Regions from separate parts of the Mus musculus genome. Here regions 1, 3, 4, 5, 6 and 7 are each linked to region 2. The links are chromatin contacts, called in public Hi-C, HiChIP or PLAC-seq and promoter capture Hi-C maps. All regions are on one chromosome and are shown on one strand. The core of a region is the stretch at or near the end of the contact, and the rest is flanking DNA. Distances in the headings are between cores, read along the strand shown.

The links. Promoter capture Hi-C pulls out the DNA fragments that hold promoters and counts their contacts. Hi-C and Micro-C count contacts between places; a contact is called where the count stands out from the background. HiChIP or PLAC-seq counts read pairs in DNA pulled down with a chosen protein or histone mark.
Region 1: a contact with region 2 is called in a promoter capture Hi-C map of liver, with 4 times the contacts expected there. The contact joins the promoter of Pias3 here to the promoter of Prkab2 in region 2. A contact is called at or near these places in 3 of 39 promoter capture datasets (erythroid cells, liver and pre-B cells), 1 of 484 Hi-C or Micro-C datasets (embryonic stem cells), 2 of 115 datasets of contacts at active chromatin or transcription factors (astrocytes and extraembryonic endoderm stem cells) and 2 of 9 other capture datasets (liver and pancreatic islet).
Region 3: a promoter capture Hi-C map of liver shows a contact between it and region 2, with 5 times the contacts expected there. The contact joins the promoter of Ankrd35 here to the promoter of Prkab2 in region 2. A contact is called at or near these places in 4 of 39 promoter capture datasets (hippocampal neurons, liver and pre-B cells) and 1 of 115 datasets of contacts at active chromatin or transcription factors (extraembryonic endoderm stem cells).
Region 4: an H3K4me3 HiChIP or PLAC-seq map of bone marrow-derived macrophages shows a contact between it and region 2, with 4 times the contacts expected there. The contact joins the enhancer-like site here to the promoter of Prkab2 in region 2. A contact is called at or near these places in 1 of 39 promoter capture datasets (hippocampal neurons) and 6 of 115 datasets of contacts at active chromatin or transcription factors (astrocytes, bone marrow-derived macrophages, embryonic forebrain and 3 more).
Region 5: a Hi-C map of CD8 T cells shows a contact between it and region 2, with 3 times the contacts expected there. The contact joins the enhancer-like site here to the promoter of Prkab2 in region 2. A contact is called at or near these places in 6 of 39 promoter capture datasets (the C10 cell line, the HPC-7 cell line, cranial neural crest and 3 more), 1 of 484 Hi-C or Micro-C datasets (CD8 T cells), 3 of 115 datasets of contacts at active chromatin or transcription factors (astrocytes, forebrain and large pre-B cells) and 1 of 9 other capture datasets (adipose tissue).
Region 6: a contact with region 2 is called in a promoter capture Hi-C map of pre-B cells, with 5 times the contacts expected there. The contact joins the promoter of Phgdh here to the promoter of Prkab2 in region 2. A contact is called at or near these places in 9 of 39 promoter capture datasets (the 3T3-L1 cell line, the C10 cell line, the HPC-7 cell line and 6 more), 6 of 115 datasets of contacts at active chromatin or transcription factors (astrocytes, craniofacial prominence, extraembryonic endoderm stem cells and 3 more) and 3 of 9 other capture datasets (adipose tissue, liver and macrophages).
Region 7: a contact with region 2 is called in a Hi-C map of muscle stem cells, with 5 times the contacts expected there. The contact joins the promoter of Zfp697 here to the promoter of Prkab2 in region 2. A contact is called at or near these places in 4 of 39 promoter capture datasets (the 3T3-L1 cell line, cranial neural crest, frontonasal cranial neural crest and 1 more), 1 of 484 Hi-C or Micro-C datasets (muscle stem cells) and 2 of 115 datasets of contacts at active chromatin or transcription factors (the NIH/3T3 cell line and extraembryonic endoderm stem cells).

Annotation. Positions count from the first base shown.
Region 1 is chr3:96,695,338-96,698,972 of GRCm38.p6, forward strand. It overlaps Pias3 (protein inhibitor of activated STAT 3), which reads left to right and starts at 1,739. Exons shown (of 14, transcript NM_001165949.1): 1 at 1,739-1,858. The coding sequence starts at 1,835.
Region 2 is chr3:97,655,992-97,659,475 of GRCm38.p6, forward strand. It overlaps Prkab2 (protein kinase, AMP-activated, beta 2 non-catalytic subunit), which reads left to right and starts at 2,221. Exons shown (of 8, transcript NM_182997.2): 1 at 2,221-2,378; 2 at 2,598-2,775. The coding sequence starts at 2,623.
Region 3 is chr3:96,667,747-96,671,498 of GRCm38.p6, forward strand. Ankrd35 (ankyrin repeat domain 35) reads left to right here and starts at 2,385. Exons shown (of 14, transcript NM_001356538.1): 1 at 2,385-2,703. The coding sequence starts at 2,665.
Region 4 is chr3:96,887,520-96,891,286 of GRCm38.p6, forward strand. Gpr89 (G protein-coupled receptor 89) reads right to left here. Exons shown (of 14, transcript NM_026229.4): 6 at 3,284-3,404; 7 at 2,390-2,470. Among named protein-coding and RNA genes, the nearest start is that of Gpr89, 16 kb to the right of the region's middle. Within about 2 kb of position 1,957, at least 13 of the 459 cell types and tissues checked have an H3K27ac peak or open chromatin away from gene starts, as enhancers often do. A contact at or near this core is called in bone marrow-derived macrophages, where this site is marked.
Region 5 is chr3:98,355,311-98,358,911 of GRCm38.p6, forward strand. No RefSeq gene overlaps it. Among named protein-coding and RNA genes, the nearest start is that of Gm31420, 6.2 kb to the left of the region's middle. Within about 2 kb of position 2,016, at least 33 of the 459 cell types and tissues checked have an H3K27ac peak or open chromatin away from gene starts, as enhancers often do. A contact at or near this core is called in CD8 T cells, where this site is marked.
Region 6 is chr3:98,338,300-98,341,692 of GRCm38.p6, forward strand. Phgdh (3-phosphoglycerate dehydrogenase) reads right to left here and starts at 1,670. Exons shown (of 12, transcript NM_016966.3): 1 at 1,396-1,670. The coding sequence starts at 1,533.
Region 7 is chr3:98,380,328-98,384,101 of GRCm38.p6, forward strand. Zfp697 (zinc finger protein 697) reads left to right here and starts at 2,154. Exons shown (of 3, transcript NM_172863.4): 1 at 2,154-2,251. It overlaps Gm52610 (a long non-coding RNA gene), which reads right to left and starts at 167. Exons shown (of 3, transcript XR_003954528.1): 1 at 1-167.

The sequences.
Region 1 (3,635 bases), core at 489-2,988, 960 kb before region 2:
CAGGCACTAGAAATATTGTTAGCACTTTATGGCCTGCAGCTTAGGTTGGGGCTCATGGAAAGGATTACACTGAAGGCTTAAACTAAATGAGATTATTCCTAGTATTTACTAGAGCTTTTTATTATTTTGCATGTTTGTTGTACAACTTGCCTCTGATGCCAGACTGAGCTTTCGAATGGTTTTAAGCCCTCAGCACCTAGCAATCCCTGATTGCCACTTTAATATTTACCTCCCCCCTTTACAAATATTTACTGGACAAATGACATTATCCCTGAGGCCCCAAACAACTATAAAATGTGGAGTTTTTACGATAACTAGTATAAGGAACAGTGCCTTAAAGTAGCTATCTTTATAGATATAGAAATGAACTACTCAGCCAGGCAGTGGTGGCTCATGCCTTTAATCCCAGCACTCGGGAGGCAGAGATAGGTGGATTTCTGAGTTCGAGACCAGCCTGGTCTACAGAGTGAGTTCCAGGACAGCCAGGGCTACACAGAGAAACCCTGTCTCGAAAAACAAACAAACAAACAAACAAACAAAGAAATGAACTACTCAAATCGTCAGGTTAAGTGACCAACTTGGTTGAAACAGGGCCCTTTGGAGGGTCCAAAGCTTTGGAGGAGGAAGTAGGCACTTTAAAGAGGGGCAGAAGTGTGTCTTCTGTACCTGTATCTCCTTGTGTTCACCAACTGTGGGATCCCTAGTTACTGAAAGCATATTTGGAGGTTGGGAGATAGAGGGTTATCTGTAGGGATTGGGCTGCTTATTTTCCATTTGTAGCCCAGGTTTTCCCCCAGATAGATGGAGATCTCATCCTATAACCTTTCTAAACAACCAGAGTCCCAATGCACATAGTCCCAGTCCAGCCCAGTCCAGGCTCTACACTCCCTCCCGCAAGGGATCAAAGGACTACTCAAACTTTGAATGCCCAGAATCTCTTCTCTCCTCAGCGCTCAGAGGAGTTAATAACTCCCGCCCGGCTCCTGGGCTCCGCCCCTCTCCCCTCTCCGAGGTCCTGGCGGGCTTACCCTGGAGGGGGCGGCCCCAGCAGCAACGCTTGGCCGGGCGGAGCTCAGGCCCGGGCGGTGCTGCGGCTGCAGCGTCCAGCTGCCCGACTGAACTCCAGCCGTGCAGCAGACTGCCGGAGCTGCGCGAGCCCTTTCTGCACCGGGGCTCACCCCCGCAACTCTGCGGGTAAGTCCTGCTTTCCGCACCCAACTTTGTTGCCTGTCAAGCCTTGAGTCGTATGGCGCTAGCAGGACCTAAGCTTGTAATTGCTGTGTTCGGGGGAGGTGAAGAATTCGGAACAGCCGTCTCCAACAGTTCGCAAGTCCCCAACTTCCCCCAAAAAGGACAGGAGAGCATCACTTTCAGAGTTGGCGGGACTCTGGGATTTCGCTAACTAAACTTGCGGCGGAGATCTCCGGGGGACAGGGGCTCCAACTTCGCCGCCCCTCCCCCATCCCTCGGAGCTCCGGCAGTTCCGGATACTTTCCCTCCATCTTTCAAGTATCCTTGGCTGCCTAAAAGCCCATCCCTTCGGGTCCGCCTTCTCGTCGTTACCCGCAGGGCCCCGAGATCCCCGGGCTGCACACTCCCTGCGGGGCCACCGTGTCTCCCGCCGCCGGGAGACTTGCCCCGGCCATCCGGCTGCAGGAGAAGGGGCGAGGCCGGCGGCGGTCCGGAGCCCGGCGGGCGGGGCCGGGAAGGGGAGGTGTAGGGGGCCGGACGGGGCGGAGCAGGCGGCCTTTGCGGCCGGCGCTGGGGCGGAGAGTTTGCGCCGGTCCCTGGGCCTGAGCTCCGGCTCGGGCTGGGGCGCCTGCGATGTCTCAAGATGGCGGAGCTGGGCGAGTTAAAGGTACCGGCCCCCTCCCCCAGCCCCAGCAGGACTCGCTCGGCTGCCCGCTGAGGCGGGGAGGCGACCAGGCTGGGCGCAGCGGGATGGGGTGGGTGCGGGCGACGTGGCAGGGACTGGCTACAGGGATGCGCGGGCAGCGGCCGCGAAAAGGGGCTGCGGTGGCGCCCCGGGGGCGGGGCCGCAGGGCAGATGCAGGGGTGGGGCGGAGGGGGGAATTGTCGCCCCGGAGGGCCGAGGCACAAGGGGCGGGGACGCGGGGCCGTAGCCGCTTTTAGTAGTAGGTAGTTGCAGGGTACAGGCGGGCGAGGGAAAGCTCCTCTAGAGGCGTAGGGGTGAGTCCATCAGGCCAAGAGGTGTGACAGTGAGGGGGAGCCGTAGGGATGGGACCCGAGGACCAGATGTTATCAAGCTCCCGGGGACCTGAAGCTTAGGCTTGGGGCTGCTGTGGGCATCCGAGCCTTGGGCAGTACCGATAGGGGGGCTGAGACGTAAGGGGGCGGGGCTGTACAGGAGCGTACCTTAAGAGATGAGGCAGGAGCATCCTGGAGGCTTAGAGTAAGGAACTGTCCTAATGAGGTCCTGTGGTTGGAGAGGTAGAGAAGTGTGAACCACTGGATAGAAAAAAAGTTATTGAGCCAGTGGAGAAATAAAAACAAGTAGGAGGAGCCAAGGATGGAAAGGTAGAGAGAAGGACAAGGTTTTCATCACATTCCTGAAAAGGAGACCAGGAGGAAAAGAACTTGGGAGAGCTAATGGTCCACCCGTGACTAGGTCTTCTAGACATTCACAGAAGGGAGCCCTAGAAGGAGAGAGATCTTGCCCCACCACAACACAGTCTCCAAGGAACCACACCAGAAGATATCCTACAGAACCTTAGACCTTCATTCCCCCATCTTCTGGCTTCGCCCCATCCTTGTCCCGAGTAAGCCTGAGTTCTAGCCATTGGGCCATCCACGTTTAAGAGCTGACTTCTGTGCTTTGGTTCACAGACCCCATTCTCATTCTCTTGGGGTCTCTGTTGAGAAGTTTGCCTTGGTTCCCACCCTGGTGGCTATCTATGAATATACCATGTATGAGAGAAAGAAGGAAGATGGTAGTTCTGGACTGTTTGGTTTCAGACCCCAGGACAAGGGGGCTGAGGTGCATATTTTACATCTCAAAGCAGCCCTGGCCTCCAGGTTCTCCCAGCATCCCTCAGTCCCTACCTGGCATTCTAAGGCCTCAACCCTAAACTTTCCAGCCCAGGGGCTGGGCTGCCCTTCCCCCAAGGTTCTTCCCTATATAATCCAGACATTTTGTGCGTTCCCCCCCCCTTTCCTCCACCCTATGGCGATTCCCTTAGGACAGCTTCCTAATAAACTTAACTTTTTTTTTGTTTTTGTTTTTTTTTGTTTTTTTGTTTTTTTCGAGACAGGGTTTCTCTGTGTAGCCTTGGCTGTCCTGGAACTCACTTTGTAGACCAGGCTAGCCTGGAACCCAGAAATCCGCCTACCTCTGCCTTCCGAGTGCTGGGATTAAAGGCGTGCGCCACCACGCCCGGCAAATTTACCTTTAATCTAATCTAATTTGGCTTGAATTGGCTCATTTCACTGGCAGAGAAATTAGCGATCACTGACAGATGGAGTAAGTCTGGCCAATTACTGAGACTTGGGGACTTCTCCCCTACACATTTTGGTAGCTATCTTCTAGTAAACAAGACTAAAGGAGTATGGGCATGTAGGCAATGAAAAGGTGTGGATGATGATGATGATGGTGGTGATGATGATGATGATGGAGT
Region 2 (3,484 bases), core at 971-3,470:
CCAGTGCCCAGTGTAGTGCCTGGAGCATGGTGGGGCCTCAGTACATTGATGATAATTAATTGAATGAACATACTTAACAAGAGAGGTAAAAAGCATGAATACGTTTTTAAAGGATTAAATTGAATAGTGAACATCACTCTCCTAAAAGGAGATTAAAGAGTGCTTAGTAATAGCGCTTAGAACCAACTTGGTGGCCGACTGTTTTTGCAGAAAACTTTCCCGAGTAGACCACTGATGTGAATCTGAGGGCTAAAGCACTGTATGGTTTGAAACAGGTGTTGGTATACAACGTATTTCTTCAATCAAGCAGGTTTTAAAAAGTCAAGATCTTAAAACAGAAAACAGGACTTATCTCCTCCTCGATTCTCACCATGCACGAACGCCTGCTGCTGTGTCTTCTTGCTTCTCCAGCTCTCCAGCCCCTCTGAAGCACCCACTACCTCTCCTGGCTGTAGCTATTTATAGACCCGTTTATTCCCCTTCACTCAGTGAAGACCTTAGCACCTAACTCAATGCTGTGTCTATAGACACAGTCATTCCTGAAGGTGATGTTAATATCTATGCAATTAGTACTCCATCAATCCAATGGATTAATTAAGTAGGATGAGGTTCAGCTATATTTAATAGAAAAGTGATAGTCAACAGTGGTCTAACAAGACTGATATTTCTTTCCCCTTCATATAAAAAGTCTAAAATATATCATTTATGAGATGATTCCATAGCTGCATGGTTCCTTTTCCATTCTTTTCTTTTTGTGGGGGAGATGGGTGAGACAGGGTCTCACTATGTAGTTCTGGCTGTCCTGAAACTGGTTCTGTAGAGCAGGCTGACCTTGAACTCACAGAGATCTGCCTGCCTCTGCCTCTCAAGTCCTGGGATTAAAGATGTGCCACCATGCCCGGCTCAGTTCCCTTTTTTTATTCCACTGCTTTTAACTACCTCGTGATCTGAAGTGGCTGCTGGAGCTCTGGCCATTCTATGGACACCCTATACACAAAGAAAGAGAAACGGAGAAATTCTACTTACCATTTCCCCCTATCTATCTATTAGGGAGGCTAAGAAATGCATCTCTGTGGAGACAGACAACATCCTAAGGTTAGAGTCAGTGCTTCAGTAAAGAGGAAGGAAATCAATGTTAAGGTAGACCTCCAACTCTCTTTGCTACCTCACTGTTCCTTTTGAGTAATTACTTTCATTGTTTAAAATGTTAATCTATGTTTGAGTGTTTTGCCTACATGTTTGTATGTGCACCTGAAGGTGTTGTAGCGCCTGGAACAGATGATTATGAGCCACCTTGTAGGTGCTGGGACCAAACCCGGGTCCTCTAAAAGAACAGTAAGGGCTCTTAACCACTGAACCATCTCATCAGGGTTTATGACTTCTAATGGCTTTATGGTCGGCCTCATCTCACCGATCTACACACTTGTCTAAGATTCTGCCAGTGCTAATGACTGCAAGACCACTGAAACCTCAGTGGCAGACACGCTACTCTCACAGGACACCTCTCACTGTCTCAGCTCACTCAGTCTCTCCTGTGTCCAGAGTTCTTTGACCCCACTGGGCCCTCCATCAGCCTATTTTATCTTCACTTCCAGCCGACTGGTTTCAAAACGCTAGTCCAATAGTATATTCCCAGCCTACCTGTGCTCTCACTCATTAGCTGTTTGCATTAATCCACACAGCTAATCACAGTAACAGAAAACACCGCTTTGATGAGTTTGGGCATCACATAGAAGTAAGTCTTCTGCAGTAACTGCCATCACGTGTCTAGTCAATTCTCTGTCCTACTTTTTATTTCATGCCTCCTGGGACAACTAAAAAGGTTGCTTGGTAGAGGCGTACGCGGAATATGAAAATGTGGATCCACTATGCACCGCTGTCCAGTCGTTTGAGGTGATCCTGTTAAAAGTGCAGATTCTAATTCTGTACCTAGGGCACGGGGAGGCCTCGGATTCGGCTTTTCTAATAACCGCGTGCCCCATGGATAGACAAACTGCTTAGGAAGACAAGACGCCCCACTATCAAGCCCTGGGCGGACAGTTCACAGCCCTAATCCCGACCCGGACCCCACCCTCGGCCCCGCCCCAAGCCGGAGCTGCGCACGCACCCACCACAGAGGCGGTGCTGGTGGCTAGAGAGGCAGGCGACCCAGGCTGAGGAGGGGGCGGGGCTGGAGCGCAGGGGGCGGAACAAGAGGCTCGGTGGGCGGGGCCAGAGGCAGAGGCGGTACCTCGTCGCGGGCCTTGTAGCCATTTTAGGAGGAAACCCGGTTCGCTGGTTTGGGGCGCGGCTTCAATTTCAATAACTTTATTGGTCTCCTTGTACGCCGAACAGCCGGCGTGCGTGTAGCCACGCGAGCCCGGAGCGCATCGCCCGAGGTGAGCGGCGTGGGGGGTGTGCGGGACCGGGGCTGTGGGGCAGCGAGGGCTCCCGGAGCCGGTTCTCCGAGCCGAGGCGTCCGTGAAGCGGGTAAGGGAGGGGACCCCGGGCGCGGTCCCCTGCGGCGGGGATTCCCTTCCCGGGCGCAGGGGCGGGGCCGGGGCGCCCCTGACGCAGCCGCGGGGGTGTTCCCCGCCTGGTGTCATTCCCCGCGGCAGGTTGCCCCCGACTCGAGCTGCAGCCATGGGAAACACTACCAGCGAGCGGGTGTCCGGGGAGCGCCACGGAGCCAAAGCTGCTCGAGCTGAGGGCGGCGGCCATGGCCCGGGAAAGGAGCACAAGATCATGGTGGGGAGCACGGACGACCCCAGCGTCTTCAGCCTGCCCGACTCCAAGGTGAGGTAGCGGGGCTGCCGGCAGCTCCGCCCTTCTTGGTTCTTCCTCCTCATTCTCAAGGGTTATGGGCTTTTTAACTAGAAGGCTATTCCGCGGATAGAGATGCTGGGTGCTAATTCCTCCTAGATACTACCTCAAATTAGGATAGGGGCGCGGAGTTGTTTTCCTGCTGCTCAGAGTAATCTGTGGGCCAACCTTTTAGGACGAGTACCAAAAACCCATCCCCTGCCAGCCCCATCCTTGGATCTACGTGCAGGTTGCCCTCTTCCAGAGCTTGCAGGATGTATAGGTTGTGAGCGCGGGTGGAAACTTCGGAGGGTGCGTTGTCTGAGCTATTGAAAAGGGCTCAGTTTCTCACATTGGCCTCAAGATAGCTAGATGACTTCTCCCTGAAAATGTCTCTGTGTAGGTCTCCTTCTTGCTCTCTCTTACGTGTTCTGCATCACCTCTTCGATCCTCGTCCACCTTTGTATGGCTCTGAGCTGCCATCAGTTGATTACTTGAATACTTTCCCCTAGTCTTGGGGATCCATATAGGACATCATTTGGTTAATGGCTCAGATCTTTTTTTGAAACGTGCCGTTTTAAAATGTAGCTGTGAGCTTTGCACAGGAGAGCAAGTCACTTTACTTCACTCCTCAGAAGTACTTCAAAACGTTGCCCGGGGCTCAAAACCACCCTCTACTGACCTGAAGCCTTAGCTCTCAATT
Region 3 (3,752 bases), core at 1,135-3,634, 990 kb before region 2:
CCCTGGCTGCCCTGGAACTCACTCCGTAGACTTCGAACTCAGAAATCTGCCTGCCTCTGCCTCCCAAGTGCTAGGATTAAGGACGTGCGCCACCACTACCCCGCCACCCCCTTCCTCTTTATCCATATGATTAAAAGAACACTTTGGAGCTGGCAAATAGCAGGTAAAGGTGCTTGCCACAATCCTGACAGACTGAGTCTGATCCATAGAACACAGGTGACCCCCCAGGGTATGTATGACGGAAGGAGTGAACCTCTTCCCTGTGTGTTGTCCTCTGGTCTTCACAACTGTGCCATGGCAACAACCCCCACAAACACATACACGCAGACATAAAGAAATGTAATAAATTTTTTGAAAGAAAACTTTTCCCCCTATTTCTGTCATTTCTTAACCGTTGGCTAAGATCAAGTGTATTATCTAAGTCCTCCAACAAGGACATATCTGCCTCCTCAATGTCCTAAGCTCAGGAGCAGGGCTCTTCCCGACTTTCTCGGTCTATTCTTCAGAATAGAAGTTCATTAGTCTTTTGAAGCAAAACCAGTGTAGAAGCAACTATAGAAACAATGGTTTCTTCTCCACACTAGACACTTCCTTTCTTGTTGCTTTTTGCTCACTCATGCATTTATACATTCACACATTTACTTACCAGACATTAAAGACCTACTATGAGCCAAGCTAGGGGACTAATTAAAAAAAAAAAAAAACCAAAAACACAACCACTGCCATCAGAGAGTCCCCACCTGATTGGAAAAACAAAGATGTAAACGGACAACAGGAAGGTGGGGGCCATCTAGGTGATGGTAAGAATGACCAGTAAGGCACACACCAAAATGCACACTGATAGGCAGGTTGTCAGAGTTTTAAGGGAAATTTTACAACAATGAAAAACACTTTACATGGATTAAGAAAGTACAAGGGGGGGGGGCTGGTGAGATGGCTCAGTGGGTAAGAGCACCCGACTGCTCTTCCAAAGGTCCGGAGTTCAAATCCCAGCAACCACATGGTAATGAGATCTGACTCCCTCTTCTGGAGTGTCTGAAGACAGCTACAGTGTACTTACATATAAATAAATCTTAAAAAAAAAAAAGTTGCAAAGGGCATTATGAATGAATGGTCTGCTACAACAGTTTAAACTTGGAAGTTTGCCAGAAAATACTGAGAGTGAAGGCAGGCTTCTGGTTTTGGTTTTTGAGACAGGATCTCTCTGTTATGTACCTCTGGCTGTCCTGGAACTTGCTATGTAGACCCACCACACAAGACTGGCCTCAATTTACAGAAATCTACCTGCCTCTGATTCCGGAGTGCTGAGATTAAAGGCGGATGCGTCACCACACCTTCTTCAGGCTTCTGTTTCAGAAGAACCTTGAAAACCATGTTAAGAACTTTGGGCCTAAGCCGGGCGGTGGTGGCACATGCCTGTAATAATAGCACTTGGGAGGCAGAGGCAGGCAGGTTTCTGAGTTCGAGGCCAGCCTGGTCTACAAAGTGAGTTCCAGGACAGCCACGGCTACACAGAGAAACCCTGTCTCGACCAAACAAAAAAAAAAAAAAAAGAAAGAAAGAAAAAAGAAAAGAACTTTGGGCCTATAGCATCTTGGGGGGGCGGGGGTGGGGGTGGGGTCTGCTGCTAAGCCTCACTACTTTAGTTCAAGCACCGGATTCACAAGGTGAATGGAGAAAGCCAACGCCGGTTGTCTTCTGACCTCCACAAGGGTGCCCACCCTTAGCGCATACTCATGCCTCAGTAAATGAATTAATGTAAAACACTTCTAAAAAGAATTTTGGGCTTTATTCCATAGGGTTCCATGAGTATTTGGGTGGGCTTGCTTGGTTTACAGGGAGGAGAAAGGAGAGATGGGAAGGCCAGACCAGTTGGCTGCAACTAATACTTGTCAAACAAGAATTACTAAGAAGTGAGTCTAAAGGATAAGGAAGGTCGGACTTTTTGTTTGTTTGTTTGTTTCTTGGAGTGGGGAAGCAGACAGTAAAAACTCTCCCCTTGCTGCTTTCTAAGATCTGCGTTAGTGATCGGCTTGATCCTTTGAGTTTTGTCCAACCTCTGGTTGCAGTGGGTCACAAATCACCCATTGGTGATCAAGTCTGCTTAGTGCATCACGTTTCCAAACTCTATAGAAGATCTTGGGGCGTTGGGAGGGAGGGGATGAAGCACACACAGGTCATGGCTATGACTAAGAGTCATTAACTGGTAAAAGAGGTTGGTGACATCGAAGCTTGTGGAGGTCCTTGAGAGGGGGCGGGGGCGGAACTGGGGGTGGAGCTCCAAGCAGAAAGACGGGGGACTTAGGGCCTGGAAGTCGCTGGTGCGGAGGCTGCGAGCATCCCTCTTGGATTCGGTAGGTAACTACAGGGGGCGGGCTTCGGCTGAAGGGCGGAACTTGAGAGCCAGCCAGGGTGGCCGCAAAAGACTGCGGGCTTTTTGCCTCTGCAGGGACGGGGTTAGGCAGGGCCAGAGGCGGGGTTTTAAGCCCAGCCTTCAGTTGAACGTCTACGATTGAGCGGGGTGGGATCTGGGGCGGGGCTTGGGGCGGGACCCAGTCTGCTTTTTGACAGCTGTCTTTCGGCACAGCCGTAGCCGAGTTGGGTTAGGAACTTGTGGCCCGGCTCTCTGCGCGTCCCCGTCCCCCCGTGGCCCTAGCCCCGGCCATGAAGCGCATCTTCTCCTGCTCCAGTTCACAAGTGGCGGTAGGTGCCAAATGTGTGGGAGAAGGGCTGTGGCTGGGATTCAAGCCCTGTGTTGACAGAAGTCCTGAGTCCCATCTCCATGGATGATCGCATTAACCCTGCCTGCATCAGTCTTTCCTGCGATGTTAGCAGTTCTGATAATGCGGTCGCCAGCCCTGGTAACTGAACTTATGGGTGTTATTAAAACCCTGTCCCTTAATCTTTTCCTTCCCAAGGTGCTTCCCCTTGGCTCCTTTTCCCAACATATTTGGCTTCCAGCTTCTGGTATGCTTTCTAAAGTTCTGTTCTCTTCCAATGACCCTGGTCTCTACTTCAGCTGCGGCTCCCAGTACCAACCCACCTCCAGACATCTGCCCGCCCCCACCCCAGCCTTTAAATCCGTTCCTACTTCTATCCCTAATTCCTGCCCTATAGCTTCACTTCCATCCTTGCCTTCTCACAACGTTCTCTCTCACATAGCTCCATTTTTACTCTTTGCTTTCTGCCCCTAACAGTATTTTCTGCCCCCAAAGTATTCTCACCCCAGTGCCTTCTTCCAACCCTTCTTCACAGCCTCCTTTACCAAACTTGCCTCTTCCACTCCATGACACTGCCTCTTCCACTCTCTCAAGCACCAATCCAAATCTCTTTCCAAGCGTCTGTCCAACATGGGGCCTCTGTTTTCTTAATTTCCAGTGACCTTTTCCTCAATATTACTTCCTCTACCTTTTGCCTGGACCTCCTGCCTGCTTACAGTGGCTTAACCTTGCAACCTAGCTAGCCAGACAAACGCTGTCAGAGGACAGACAAGTCTCCTGGCTGATCCCCAAGAGCCTGGGTGAGTTGCCTGCAGAATTTACCCTGGCCAGTTCTCTGTACTGTCTAGTCTTCAGACTGGTTCTTGGGACCAATCAAGTTCTGTCTGGTTCTCCCCCCATCCCACCCCACCCCCAATTATTCCTTTGTCTTGTTTAGCATTTGTGTTCATTTTCTTTGATTGAGTTAGGGGAATGAGATGGTGAAGGAGAAGACAGAGTGGATCACAATGAGAGAGTTCCTGACAAGGGTTA
Region 4 (3,767 bases), core at 707-3,206, 770 kb before region 2:
GTATATTCCACCCTGCCCATCCTGTCCACAACAGATACTGTTCTTGCAGGCCACTGTGCTGAAATCTAAAATGGGTTCTGGTCACCACTCCTCCCAGCTATGGACACTTGCCAAAAGGTTATTCTACCCTGTGCTAACTGGGAGGGCTCCGTGTGTGAGCTGTTTGTATGTCCCGTTAGCCCCACTAGAAGAGGCCGTGCTGATCAAGTCCAGCTGGGAGACCAATTCCTCTGAGAGCCTAGCTAGTCAAGTGACTCGCAGAGGGACCCAACCACCCTTGATTCTGACAGACAAGAACTGGTGGGTGATGTGCCTGAGTCAGAGCCAATTCCTAACCATAGCTAGTATAAGATGGGCAAGAGGGTCCATCTACAACAGCCTCAGGTCTGATTCTACCTCAAATGTCAGGTGTGTCTTTTCATTTATAGAAGAAATATCACAAAAGCAAGAACAACCTTGGGGACAAAAATAATATAATTCTCTCTCTCTCTCTCTCTCTCACACACACACACACACACGTGTATGTGTGTGTGTATCACTATTGAATATTTTTATTTTTTTTTTAAATATTTATTTATTTATTTATTTATTTATTTATTTATTTAATGTATGTGAGCACACTGTAGCTGTCTTCAGACACACCAGAAGAGGGCATCAGATCCCATTACAGATGGTTGTGAGCCACCATGTGGTTGCTGGGAATTGAACTCAGGACCTCTGGAAGAGCAGTCAGTGCTCTTAACCACTGAGCCATCTCTCCAGCCCCCAGTCTTTTTATTTTTTAAAAACCTTACATTTCTATAGAAAGTACAGAATATAAGTAACATATTTGCAAGCAAAATAAATGTACAGCCACATGTCCACCTTTCACATTTAGTACAGACATGTAAATAACTGTTCAGCCACATGTTCACCTTTCACACTTAGTACAGACACGTACAAACTGAGACAAATACTGCTCAGTAACTTGGAGCCTTCATTGTTATTCTGTGTCTATGATGTCTCTTCCATTAAGGCTGCTCTGACTTGATTATGGAGCAAACTATACAAGCGTGTTGGAGGAGAAAATATGAAATGTGAAACCACTCAAGTCAAAACTACTACCACTCATATGTGGATAATAACTTTGATGAAGACAGCAGACAATAAGCTTCATGAACATGTGTTATAATATTGAGCAGAGACTATTTCATAAAGTTAAAGGCAAATGGGCTTATGGAAACTAAGTTATTATCACAGATTATTGATAATGTCAGTACTTGTCTTTGCTAGGTATCACTCGCTGTTCTTAGCGGCTGCACGGGTCTCAATGCATTAACAGTTCCCTTTTGTCATGTGACAGGCTCCTTCCATGTAGCCAGGTCACTAACATGTACCATGTACCCTAGGCAGGCTCTGAACTCCTGATCCCCCTGCCCGTGCCTCACAAGTACAAGCTTACAGCCATGTGCCAACCCACGTGGCTTATTTCATTTTTTTACACATAAGGAAACAGAGGCACAAAGACACAATGCCTAGTTCAAGGATGCATTGTAGGGTGTAGACAAAGATTCTAATACAAATAATGTGATGTCAGATGGCTTTGTAGGCTTACTGTGACACAGATTCTATAAAAATGCCACTTTGAAAATATAGATTAAAAATACCTTTTGGATGACTTTTACATTGCACTTTTTTTTTTGACTGAAACATTTCATTGTAGAAGAGTCTCAAGGAGTTTATGAAATTCAGGAGATTTAAGACTCAAAGAAGTCCCTCCTATATACAGTTTACAGAAGTGCTGAGCAACTGTTGGAGGAAGGAGAGAGGGAGGGAGACGGGGAGGGAGGGAGGGAGGGAGAGAGAGAGAGAGCATCCATCTCCATGGATGTTCTTCAGTACAGAGCTGCCTCAAAGCTGCAGGGTTGGGGCTCCAGTACTAGAGCCTGCAAGAGGTGTCACCCACACTGTGGGCTTTCAGTGATGTAACTGCCCGGGTCACTCACATGATCCTATGAGTAATCTCACGAAAGTCACAGGATCACCAAGCTGAACTTGGATGGAATCCTCTCTTTGCTCTGTCACTGCCCTGTCTATCTGGGTAGAGAGGAAAACACCGTCTAGAAGACTTAAAGGAGCTTAGGTAGCTGGAGAAAAAGAAGTTGGAACAGTCTTAGAGTAAAGGATGATAGCCTTGTCCTCTGCACAGTGACGTTAAATATGTACATAACCTCCAAATAGTAAACATTATTCCAACAATTTAAAGAGAAGTGCTGAAATTCAGAGGGTAGAACTTAAGAATTTTCTTCCTCTGAGGTGAGAGTAGAGCTTCGTGGTTCAGTACCCTACATACAACAAGTAAGAAAGCGTCCCACCAGCTCTTTACAGGGACACAGGGTGCCAGCCTCACCTTTTCTTTTTGCTTATGATCATGTCCATGGTCTGCAGCAGTCGCCGTTCCAGGGCAAGAATATCTGTGTCAGTCACGTTCCTGCAATGAGCAAGAAATGAGTGATGTCTGGGATCCCATGCTTGGGCATCATAAACTCCGTAGAGCTATTTTTCTGTTGTCCTAGTGCGGCAGTGGGTGCCCTGTGCTCAGCCTTCCTTAGCTTTGACCTAGACACATTTGAAATAAATGCTTATTGGCTAGATCATATATTCAATCTGTGGGTCGTGACCCTCAGGCAATTGTCTATCTCCAAATATGTTTACACTACTATTTAAAACAATGGCAAAGTTACAGTTATGAAGTAGCAATGAAAATAATTTAATGGTTGAAGCTCCTCACCACAAGATGAGGAGCTGTCAGGAAAGTGGAGAACCACTGGGCTAGAGAGAAGGCTTGGGGTTAAGAGTACTGGCCACTGCTGGAGAGGACCTGGCTTCCCAGTACCTGGAAGTGGCTCACAGATGTCTCCAACTCCAGTTCTAGAGCATCTGATGTTTTTGTGGGTACCAGGCATACACACAATGCACATACATACATAGACAAACACTCATAGGCGTAAAAATTAAAAAAGATGCTTAAGTTGGCATGGTCTCCTACTATTTGATGTCAAGGAGGAACTAATTTCCTGTAGTTGGGAGAAGCTCACACTGTTGTCCACTGGAAAGATGTATTTAAAGAGTGTATGCAAAGGGACATAAAATTCGCCACTTAGAAAATAAATGAGCCAGATGTGGTGGCACATGCCTGTAATCCCAGTGTTCAGGGGGTTAAGATAAGAGAATCTAAATTAAAATCAACTAAGGGTACATATTCAGTAACAGTGAAAAAGGAAGGAGATAAAGTATGTGTTACCTGAGGAAGTAGGACATGTATGTGTACGGACAGTTGACAGCACCAAATCCGGAAAGCAGAGCCATGAGCGTCACCCCGATTACGCCTACCCGGCTGATGAGCTGCTCTATGGACAAGATCCCTGAAAACACCGATGCACGTTAATACTGGGCACTACACACAGAGCGGCTTCCATCTGTGTCACGGAAGCAAACACTGCTTACAACATCAACCGGTATCTTATACAAGCCCATTACAACGTTTGTTTTATGTTTATTTGTTATGTGTATGAGCATTCTGCCTACATGTGTGCTGGTACCTGTGGAGGTCAGAAGAGAGCGTGAATTCCCTGGAACTGGAGTTACAGATGGTTGTGAACCATCACACGAGTGCTGGGAACCTGCCTAGGTCCTCTGCAAGAACACCAAGTGCTTTTAACCACCATCTCACCAGCCAACAAGCTTATTTTTAAATATTGGCAGGCTGCTGATCTTTGCCTTTGTTT
Region 5 (3,601 bases), core at 766-3,265, 700 kb after region 2:
TGTCGTCACTCTTTTTTGCTGGTCGGAGACAGAAGCGACATGTTACAAGTGTGCGGCTTGGTCTTTATGCAGGACCCCGACAACTGGAGCAGGGCTCTCCCCAGCTCTGTTGCCTACCTGTGGATCCTGTTCCTCTAACTGGGCTGTTTTGTCTAGCCTCAGTAAGAGAGGATGTGCCTAGTCCTGCGGTGACTTAATATGCCAGGGTGGGGTGGTACCTAGGGTGGTCTCCCCACTTCTCAGAGGAGAAGAGGAGAGGGATGAAGGGAGGGGCCATGTGAGGGAAGGACCGGGAGGAGAGGGAGGCTGAGATCAGGATGTAAAGTGAACAAATGAATAAATTAATCAGTGGAAAAATGCGTATTTATTTTATTTTATGTGTAAGAAGAGGGTGTCAAGCCCCTGTAGCTGGAGGTCTGGAGGGTTGTGAGCCACCCTGTGGAAGAACAGGCACACAGCACAGTGACTTCTGCCTCATGTGTACTTTTCTATCGGTTGTTTTAATTGTTCACTTTCCAGGCCTCGCTGAGATACCCAAGACAGAAACACAAATGCCTCTCTGTCCCCATGCTGCACACTCATTTGCCGACTGTGAGTGGCACGTTTTATAGAATGGAATGCACAGAATGAGGTGTGCCCTGGGGAGGAAATTCCTGTGTGGATGGATGACTGGTTCCAGCTCATTACCACCATGGCATCCTTCAAAGATGACACACATCTCTCCCAGCTGTGCTTTCCCCGTCTGCTCAGTCTCCGTGTAATTTGATTAAATGTGTCTTTTCCCCCCATCATAATGGAGAGAGAGGCCATGATCCTAGTATGCTAGGAAGATGAGTGCTGGCTGAGGAAACCTGAGACAGGCAGTGGCACCTGTCAGGCCCTGGCTGTATGGACTGCAGGTGGAGGTGCATAGGCCCCTTGGAGAGCGAGCGTATGATGACCCCATGTGACCTGGATGCCCGATATTGAACTGCAGAATCTGGTGTTCACGCTGCTGGGTTTCAGTCTTTGTTTGATCCAGTGTTTCTTTTTTGCTATTTTCCTGCTCCTTCCTTTTGGGATGTGATTTTAAAAATTTGTTATTATTATAATTGTTGTTGTTATTATTATTATTATGGTGTGTGAGATATGTGTGAATATGCATGCATATACGGTGCACATGTGGCCAGGGGCCAGCTCTCAGGATCCACTCTCTCCTTCCATTTTTTACCGTGTGATCCAAGGATCCAACACAGGCCATCAGATTTGTGGGCAAATGTTATTATTCACTGGTATCTGATGGATGGCCTGTATGTGATCTTGTCTCCTCCTCCTCTTCCTCCTCCTCTTCCTTCTTCTTTGAAACTAAAATGTCCTTTCCTGAGGGAGGAGGGAGATTCATGGGTCCCATCTCCAAGGTTTTATAAGCAATAAACTTTTATGAGGAAGAGGAAAAAGGAGTCTTTGGTGACTGCCACACATTGAGCAGGAGCTCCAGGGATGTCACCACCTACTTTAGTGGTTGGGTTTTGGGTGACACAGCTCATTTTGAGTCATTGTTTATCTGGTCTGTCCATGCTATGGGGGTGGGGGTGGTGGTGTGAATTGATGTTTCTTTATGTCCCATTAGGAAAAATACTGTAACAACTACCACTTCTGGCTGCATTGCCTCAGCAAGTTTATTGAAGTCAGAATAGTTTTGATTCATTTAGACTGGGAGTCACATGACCATTCCTTGTTTCCCCCATAAAGACTAGAAAGTCAGTACCTTGTTCTCTTCCTCTTTTGTATTTAATTTCCTGTCAAAGCATAGGCTAACGTGGAAGATGCCATGTGTTTGTGATAGTCTGTTGCAATCCCTTCCTCACAGGGACACACTCTTTCTGGGTAGGTAACACAGCCTCCACTGGCTCCTTAGCGACAGCAGGGGAAGCACAACTACGACCTGGAGGTGTGTGATGACATACCATTTGGTGAAGTCAGCCATGTTGGGTTTGCCCCCTCAGACTGCTGGGCAGAGGCAATGAAACTTCTCCCAAACTCATCTGTATTCAGGAACCAAGGGCAACATGTCTTGGGGAGATGTAAACAAACCCTAGACAGGGCAGCAAGAATAGACCAAAGAAGCAACTGCATCCAAGTGTGGCTTGATGAGGCAGGAGGATTAGTGGACTGACTTACACAGCATGTGGCCCAGGCTGGCCTTGAACTCACTCAATAGAGGAAGATGACCTCGGACTCCCTCTGGGTCCTCCTGCTCCCACCTCCCAAGTGCTGGAATCACCTTGCTTGGCTTAGGAAATGTTCTCATATAAATGTTTTAGTTTCTTATTGTCTGATTTTGAATTTTAAAAAGTCAGATTTATTACTATCATTGTTTTTGTATGATGCGTGTACAGGCACATGCCTCACAGCATGTGTGTTTATTGTGGGAAATACCAAAAGAATCGGCAAGTTCCCGTGCTTTTCCCAGCTACTCTCAGTCCTGCCAGGCTGGTCGGCTTGTTCTTATCTCATGGAGACTCTTTAACTCAGAGCTCCAAAATCTCTCCATCCAGCTCACTAAGTTCCTTCAGGAGGGTCGCTGCCATACCAACCCAGTGCTTCAAAACCCCATGACCTTTGTGGTGTACCTCAGGCAAACCCACTCTTTGCCGCTGTACTTTTCTCTCTTGAACCCACATGAGGCACCCTGTGAAGGAAATGCAACACAAACTTAGTTCAGAAACAATGATAACTCAATCTCTGGGCACAACAACTGAAATCCTAACTTATTAAATCCAAATCCTCTGGTGGCGAATCCTAAAGGATTCACCGTTGAAACTGGGAGACACTCGTCATTACATCTTGTCCTCATGCTATCCCTATCTAAAAAGAGGTCCTACTCTCTCCTGCTTCCTCTCTTCCTCCATCCAACCTGGAAGTCCCTCCTAATCGCCCAGTGATGGGCTTCTTTATTCATTAGGGGATAAGTTCACAAGAACTCACTTGAGTACTTGACTCACTCCTTGTCTGCAACACCTCCCAGGAGAGTGGAATTAGCATCAACATATAAACAGCACCAGGCCTATCCACAACATGTGTGTGCGGAGGTCAGAAGACAACTCTTTTTGGAATCAGTTTTCTCCTTCCACCCTCACTTGGGTTCCAGGGATTGAACGTGTGTGGTAAGCACCTTCTCCTTCTCCTCCTTCTCCTTCTCCTTCTCCTTCTCCTTCTCCTTCTCCTTCTCCTTCTCCTTCTCCTTCTCCTTCTCCTTCTCCTTCTCCTTCTCCTTCTCCTTCTCCTTCTCCTCCTCCTCCTCCTCCTCCTCCTCCTCCTCCTCCTCCTCCTCCTCCTCCTCCTCCTTCTCCTTCTCCTTCTCCTTCTCCTCTCTTTCTCCTTCTTCTCCTTCTCCTCCACCTCCTTTTCCTCCCCCTCCTTCTTCTTTTGTCTATCTGTCTGTCTGTCTGTCTGTCTGTAGCTCAGGCTGTCCTGGCACTCAACAAGTAGCCAAACTTAGACCTCAAACTCACAGCAATTCTCCTGCCTCAGTCTTCCAAGTGCTGGAATCTCAGACACATGCCCATCACACTCACTGGAAATGAATTATCTACAAGCCAGCTCTCTTACAAACACATTC
Region 6 (3,393 bases), core at 420-2,919, 680 kb after region 2:
AACTCCCCCCCCCCTTTCCTTTTCTTGTCATGCTTTATAGATAGGGTCTCATTCTGTAGCTCGGGCTGGTCTTGAACTCGGAGATAATCAAACTCAGCCTCCTTCATACTAGGCATGAGCCAGCCAGCTCATTTTCACTTTTCTTGTTCTTTCTGAGACAGAGAAAAGACTACTCTGTGTAGTCCTGGCTGTCCTCGAACTCACGGAGATCCACCTGCCTCTGCCTCCTGAGTGCTGGAATTAAAGGTATGTGCCATCTCCACCTAGCTCTTTCAAGCTTCTTAAAGACCAGGCCTAGAAAAAGTCTGCGAATAAGGGCTGCTGGGCACGTGGCTATTAGCTCGGTAGAGGAAAAGGGATTGGGGGCGGGGAAGGGTCTTGGGAGAAATAGACAAGCGAGCTCAGAGAGTTTCCAGGGTTGCAAGAACAACCCCGCTTGGTCTCTGCGGTTTGAGGCCTCAGCCTGAGCAGGAAGACTGGTACATTCCTCCTGGCTGCAGGCCCTAAGCGAGCACGTGGAACTTTGGGGGTGGGGCAGTACAGCTGGGACGAGACAGCATACCTGGATGGATTAGATCTACAGGAAGGGCAGGAACTGAAGTGCTCACAAAGCAGAAACCCCTTCCTTACGTCTGAACAAAGTCACCCGATTTACACAAGCTTTTCAAATAAGTGAAAGACTTTTAAGTTTTATAACGATTAGAGGTTTGCTCCGAAGACTTCGTAGAAGTAACCTGTCCCAACTGCGCTTGGAACAGGATTCTGATGTAGTGAAGTCGGGCCTGATCGGCAATGAAGCCAATGGTGGAGGTTGACTCCCGGCGGCGGCCGCGTGGGCGGCGCGGGGCTCCGGCTGCACCCCCGGGCCGCCCGGAATCCTGCGAGCGCTCCCCGGGGCGGGGGAAAGAGCGCCAAGGTCTTGCATCAGACAAAAGGCGGTGCGAGTCCGCTGCCACAAATGCCACGGGACCCGCAGGAGCAGAGCCAGCGCCCCGCGCCCCCTGCCCCCACCCCAGGAGTCTGCACTGAGCAGGGATGGTGTGCGTGTAGCACCCCGAGCCGGGAGCTCGCAGCCTGGGTCGCCAGGCACGAAAGCTCCAGAGAGGTTCTGGCATTCGAGAGAGGTTCTGGCATCCCGCAGGACCAGATGGAGCAGCTGCACTTTGCAGCGCCGGCAAGAAACACGCGGTAGCAAAAAGCACAAAAAGTTTGCATTCTGCACCTCCAGGCCATTCGTTCCTCTCTGCTTTTCCTCCCTCCCACTGCTGGTCCCGAATCTCCGGAGGCCCCGGGACCAACTGATAAGATAGGGGAGGACAGCCCTGGAACCACTGGGGTCAGCGGGTTTGGCCATAAAGATGCCCGGTGATTACGCTTGTGTCCGGCTCGCCTTACCTGGAGTTCAGCTATCAGCTCCTCCTTGCTCAAGTTCTGCTTCTCCACCACCTGCAGCCCTCCATCTTGCAGGATCTTCCGGCAGCAGGGGTCCAGGCTGTCACTGATGAGTACTTTGCGCAGATTTGCGAAGGCCATTGCTAGAGTCAGGCCTTAGAATCAGTTGCTGTGGGTGGGCAGAAGCACTTAGTTCAGGAAACTGCAAGCAGGGCTGGCTCCGGTGACTGGGCAGGGTTCTCGATCTCCCGCTCCCCCTTTATCCTCCCCCTCCTCGCGCCAACAGTCTCCTTTTGATTGGTCAGAAATGCTTAAACTCTGCTGACTCCGCCTCCCCGGGCAGAGCCTCCCACACATTTTTTTTTTTTTTTTTAAATCCTACACAGACTACACTTCCAGCAGTGAAGCCCTTACCTGCCCCGGGTGAGCTTTAACACGCACGATTTATGCCAGCAGGCTGATTTATATTGGAAATAAACAGAAATACGCTGTCTCCACGAGGGAATTAAATCTCATAGTAACTTCTTTCCTCTTAAAGACCATTTATTGGCTGGGTATTTATAACTCCTAGTTGAGCATAATTAGACTGAGTAAGGCCACGGGTTCGATTCTCAGCAACGCACACACACACACACACACACACACACACACACACACACACACACCGTTAGGAGATTAAGGAACAAGGTGTGTGTGTGTGTGTGTGTGTGTACATAAGAGTTGGTTCTTGCCTTCCACCAATCCCAGTGGGAGATGAGAGACAAGTCTGGGAAAGGCAAGGGCTTCTTATTCCTTACCCCCCAAAAGACTTTAAGATTAAATCTAGATACAGTAAGGGCCATGAATGAGGCTGGAGGACCACTTGAACCCAGGAGTTCCAGGTCAGCCCCAGATGGGAGTCAGGGAGGGGGAGAGAAGTACAAGGGTGGTAGTGGTTTTAGTCTTTAGAAGTTAGATGATTACTTTTTTTTTTTTTAGAAGGGATTAAATCTGTTAGGTAAATTCAGCCTTGATTATATTATATAAATAACACCCCTTACTATTATACCTCACAATCTTAACATCAAATGTAAGTAAGAGAGTCTCTTTCAGAACTATGTACTGACAAGTCCTCTGCCTGTGCTGTTACCTCCATCCACAAAACAGGAACCCTGGCCTTCTTGGAAGAACTGGGGAAGTAGTTCTGCCCTTTCCTCTAGACTTTCCTTCCTTTCCCTTCTCTGGCCCAGCCCCTTGGGAAAAGAGAGACTTCAGCAGCCACAGCAGGCCAGCTCGGATGCCCTTGGCTCTCCGGATAAGAGTAACAGTAACAGGGTTCATAGGGACCGGAGGAGAGCAGCCGACTTAATTTTCTATTTGGAGACCAGTGGTGAGCCCCAAACCTGCACAGTGAGAAGTAAAGCAGATAATTTTTCGGGTAGAATATCAATGATCCAGCGGGGGTTGATTTCCAGCTTCTTAAACAAACAAACAAAAAGAAGAAGAAGAAGAGGAAGAAGAAGAAGAAGAAGAAGAAACGGACTCTGAAAGTATCTCTCCAGGCTTTTGCTTTCTTCTCCGTAACGTGAGCCTGACAGTAGGGAAGTGTCCGATGTGGGGATGAGATAAGAAAGACATCTTGGGGATTAGTGTGCCCTGCACCCCTTCACTCTAAGCCAGTCAGCTGACATGTCAGGTGGCGGGTATCCTTTGAGACACTGTGGAGAACCCTGGAATTGAAACTTTAATGGAGAAAAATCCCCGTGCCAATCCCGCACGATGACACCCGTCTGTGATCTCAGCACTTGGGACGTAGATTTCCAGGGAGATCAGAGCCGAATCAAAATTGATTCCAGGCTATCCTAGGCTACCAGAGATTTTGTCTAGAACAATAAAACAAGAGATGATTTCCTGTTGTCTGTGAGCCCTTGAGCTGGGGTTGGCAGCCCTGGTGAAGATCTCTGGCCTGTTAGGAGAGACTTCATTGATGTGCCTATGACCTTACAACCTGGCCCCAGGTCA
Region 7 (3,774 bases), core at 904-3,403, 720 kb after region 2:
GGCCATTATAGGTTTCATAGGACTTTGTTACAACAATGAGGTCACTGTTGAAAGCTATAAAGACAAGAATATGTTTAAAAAAAAAAACCACCTTGCCAAAGTAATGAGCTAACTACATTGGAAACAAACAAACAAAAGGCAAAAGGGCAGGTTTGATATGGGGTGGAGGTAATGGGCTAAATTTCCATATCGTCAACAAAAGTAAGAAATGTAGAAAAAAAGTTGTGTTAGAGGAAGGAGAGAAAATAGCTTCATGGAGGCAGAGTAGACAATTTTGAGTGCCGCAGGCAGGCCCAGCGCCTTCTCACACTGAGCATGATGAGGCTATGTGATTTGACAAACATCCATGAGTTCCATCTAGGGGAAATGGGGAGCTTTTCACCTGAATGTTCCAAGGCTACAAACATGAAGCTAAAATACTTTGTGCAACTAATTCAGATGGATAGCCAACAGATCAACAAGGACGTCTGCGAAGTAAACAGTACTATCCACTTGCTCCTCATCAGTTCTGCACCTTGAATTAAACCAGCCATTTATCCCATGGCGAAAGGACTCTAGAAGAACGATGATAGCATTCTTAGATACTCTGTTCTTAAACACAGACTAAGGCCCTCTCTTAAAGGTCCCTACTTCTTCTGAGTTGAAATGGGAGTTGACAAATGGAAACTCAAATTGTGACTTTCTGATTGTGTATGCATGCAGGTATTACCTGTGGCCAGAGTCTTGCTAGATAACCCATATTAACTTTGAACTCCATACCCTCCTGCCCCAGCCTTCTGGGCGGTGTCACTACACGGGGCTATTGCCAGATTATTTTTCAAGTATTCTAGAAAATCTTAGGACCCATCCTTTCCTTGATTGACTTACTATACCCTTCCTGCCATCCTTTGGTAAAATGACTCAGCTCAGCTTTTAGTCATTTAGTTTTTGTGTGTTTGCTTTTTGCTTTCAAGACAAAATTTTCCTGTTTAGCCCTGGCTGTCCTAGACCTCCCTCTGCAGACCAGGCTGGCCTATAACTCACAGAGATCTATCTGCTTCTGCCTCCTGGGTGCTGGGATTAAAGGTGTGCTCCACCATCCGGCTTGTCATTTAGGCTCTCACATATGTAATTCATGAAGTTTATTTTTTATCTCTCAATTACTTCTCTTAAAAAGAAGCCTGGGCAGAGGCCAACAGTGGAGAAAAGGGATGTCACCAGGCCAGGATCTAGGAATGATCAGCTCTGCATGGTTTTTAGGGCAAAAGTGCTAAGATCTTTAAGGAGCCTGGATACCAGAAGAGCAGCCAAATGTTTTTCTTAAACAGGCCACAGCCAGAGTCCTGACTGCATAGAGTTGTGGTTCTCAACCTTCCTAATGCTGCGACCCTTCATGTTGTGGTGACTCCTAACCATTATTTTCATTGCTACTTTATAATTTTGTTACTGTTTATCAACTGTAATGTTGATAAATATCTGTGTTTTCTGATGGTCTTAGGCCACTTCTGCGAGAAGACCATTTGATCCACAAGGGGTCGTGACAGACAGGTTGAGAAACACTGAGCTAGAGAACCTGGGAGGTGAAAAAGTTGGTAGATGGACAGAGCACTGGCCACGCATGCAGGGGGCTTTAAGGTAGATTAGCGCACAACAGAAACAAAGCAAAACAACAAACTCGGGTTGGTATACACCTGAAGAGTAGGAAGAAGAATCGCGGTGAGTTGTCTAGGTGAGTCCCAGGCTAGGCTGAGTGTCAGAGTATGCTCGCCTCCCCCAGCCTCACCTTATGGAAGACCATCTATTAGAAGAAGAAGCGGGGGTGGGGTGGGGTGGGGTGGGGTGGGGGAAGCCGACGTAAAGAGAGCATATCACAAAGTTCACTTCTAAAGAAAAGGCCGCTCGCACTGCGCGCCCAGGGCAGCAAGCGTGTGAGGGCAGCATGCGTCTGCAGGATCGCGACTCTACCAAGCGGCGGCGGGTCGGCCATCGGCTCCGAGCTACTACAGCCCGACAGGGTCCTCTCCTCCAGTCCTGGGGTCTGAGTAGAGCCCCCGTTGTTGCTGCGGTGGCAGGAAGTCTCGGTGAACTACAAATCGAGGCATGCTGGGAACATTCCCTGCTCCTCCCAGGAAATGTCCTTTGTCCAGCCCCACAGGAAGCCCCAGCGAGGAGGTAGTGGGCAGCCAGCCCGAGTGCCAGCCCGCGGTTGCATAGCCTCAGCACCGGGCGCCAGGCTTGGGCAGTGCGCTCAGAGCTGCCCGGCGCATCACAGGTAGGAGCGCTGCTGCGGCTGGGCGCGCCGGCTTCGCGGATAGGGAGCTGGGAACCTGAGCTGATCATCTAGGGGCTGGGATGTGTGCTGTGGCTGAGCTGCCGCGCGAAGCTGTCCTTCGCACACTGGACTGTGGTCCGCCACCCCGTGGGCTCAGGAACCAAGGACAGAAGGGGACCCTTCGTGTCCTATAGCTGGGTTGAGCTCCCTTTGGTCTCTGTGGCGAGGGGAGGGGAGGAGGAGGCTGAGACTGCGCTGCCAGAGCAAGTCGGACCGTCCCACAGACCACCGAAGGGGGCATCAGAGACCCTGGGAGACCAAGCCCAGGGAGGAGCTTGCAAGACAAGCAGAAGGTGAAAGGCTTTGTGTGCATCGGTGCATCAGCTTAGATCGTGCTCCCTTTGCCTACTAAGTCAGTGCCCCCAGCCCCACTGTGAGGAAGGGGATGAAGGCGGGGACTTTGCGAAGGTCAGCAGGTTCATTTTGGCCCTTGTGAAACGTGTCTGTTACCTGCTCCTCCCATCTGTCTGACCGATTCGGATTGCCACCTGGGGGCTGCGATCGGACTGGGAGAAAGGTACAATGAGGACCTGCGAAAGGAAGGCTGAGCTAGCCAGCCGCGCGTGGCTCAGGAGGGGTCGTTGTCTGGTTTTGCTAGAATCCCCAACCACAAATATCCACGTTGGCTGATCATGGGCAGGTGGTGGACAGAGCTGGAGCCTGCGGCCAGAGAGCTTATTGAGGCTCAGGTGGCCTGGGGTGAGGCATATGTTAGCATGAGGGATGGTGAAGAGGAACAGTGAGACAGAGACCCTGGATGTACCTTACAGCCAGAGCACACAATAGCAGGTCTCTAGAACGGGACTTTAAGACTTCCTCTGGGACTTCCTCTGATTTAACCTTTATTTTCTTAACCACGCCCCCATCCCCCCCCCGCAGTGAATCAGCCACCCCCCACATGAGTATGAGGCATAATTTAATTTAGTGCTGTAATCCTGCCTGTTGAGTCAGGCTCCGTTGGCTGTCAGCATTCCCATATAGTGGGTCTCTTCCCAAGAGACCGTTGTGGTAAATGTGGCAATAGCTAGCGAGTTGGTGGTCTTTGTGAGCTGCTATGGACAAATGGGCAAGTTTAAACACAACCGGAGTGTGACTCCCATAAGGGAATTAATTCACCTGCCTCTGATGCCTTTCTGATCTTCTATGTGTATACAAGTGTGCATCCCTTCTCTTAAGGAAACATATGGTGATTACTTAATGTATAATGTACTTTAAAACCAAAGGAATTCCTCTTGAGTAGTAGGCGGATTATTTCAGGTGCACGGGGGGGAAAAGGATGCTTTGGACCCTGGATTAATGGCTTGTAGGGGGTGGAAGGCTTTTCACTGGCACTGTTAGATAAGACATGTGAACTAAGTTGGAATGAACTAACTGGAATTGTACAGGCAGCCAATGTTAGATAAAATGAAGAAAGAGTGTCTGCATCGGAAAAAGTTCCCGGTTGTACACACTGGCTGTGCTTG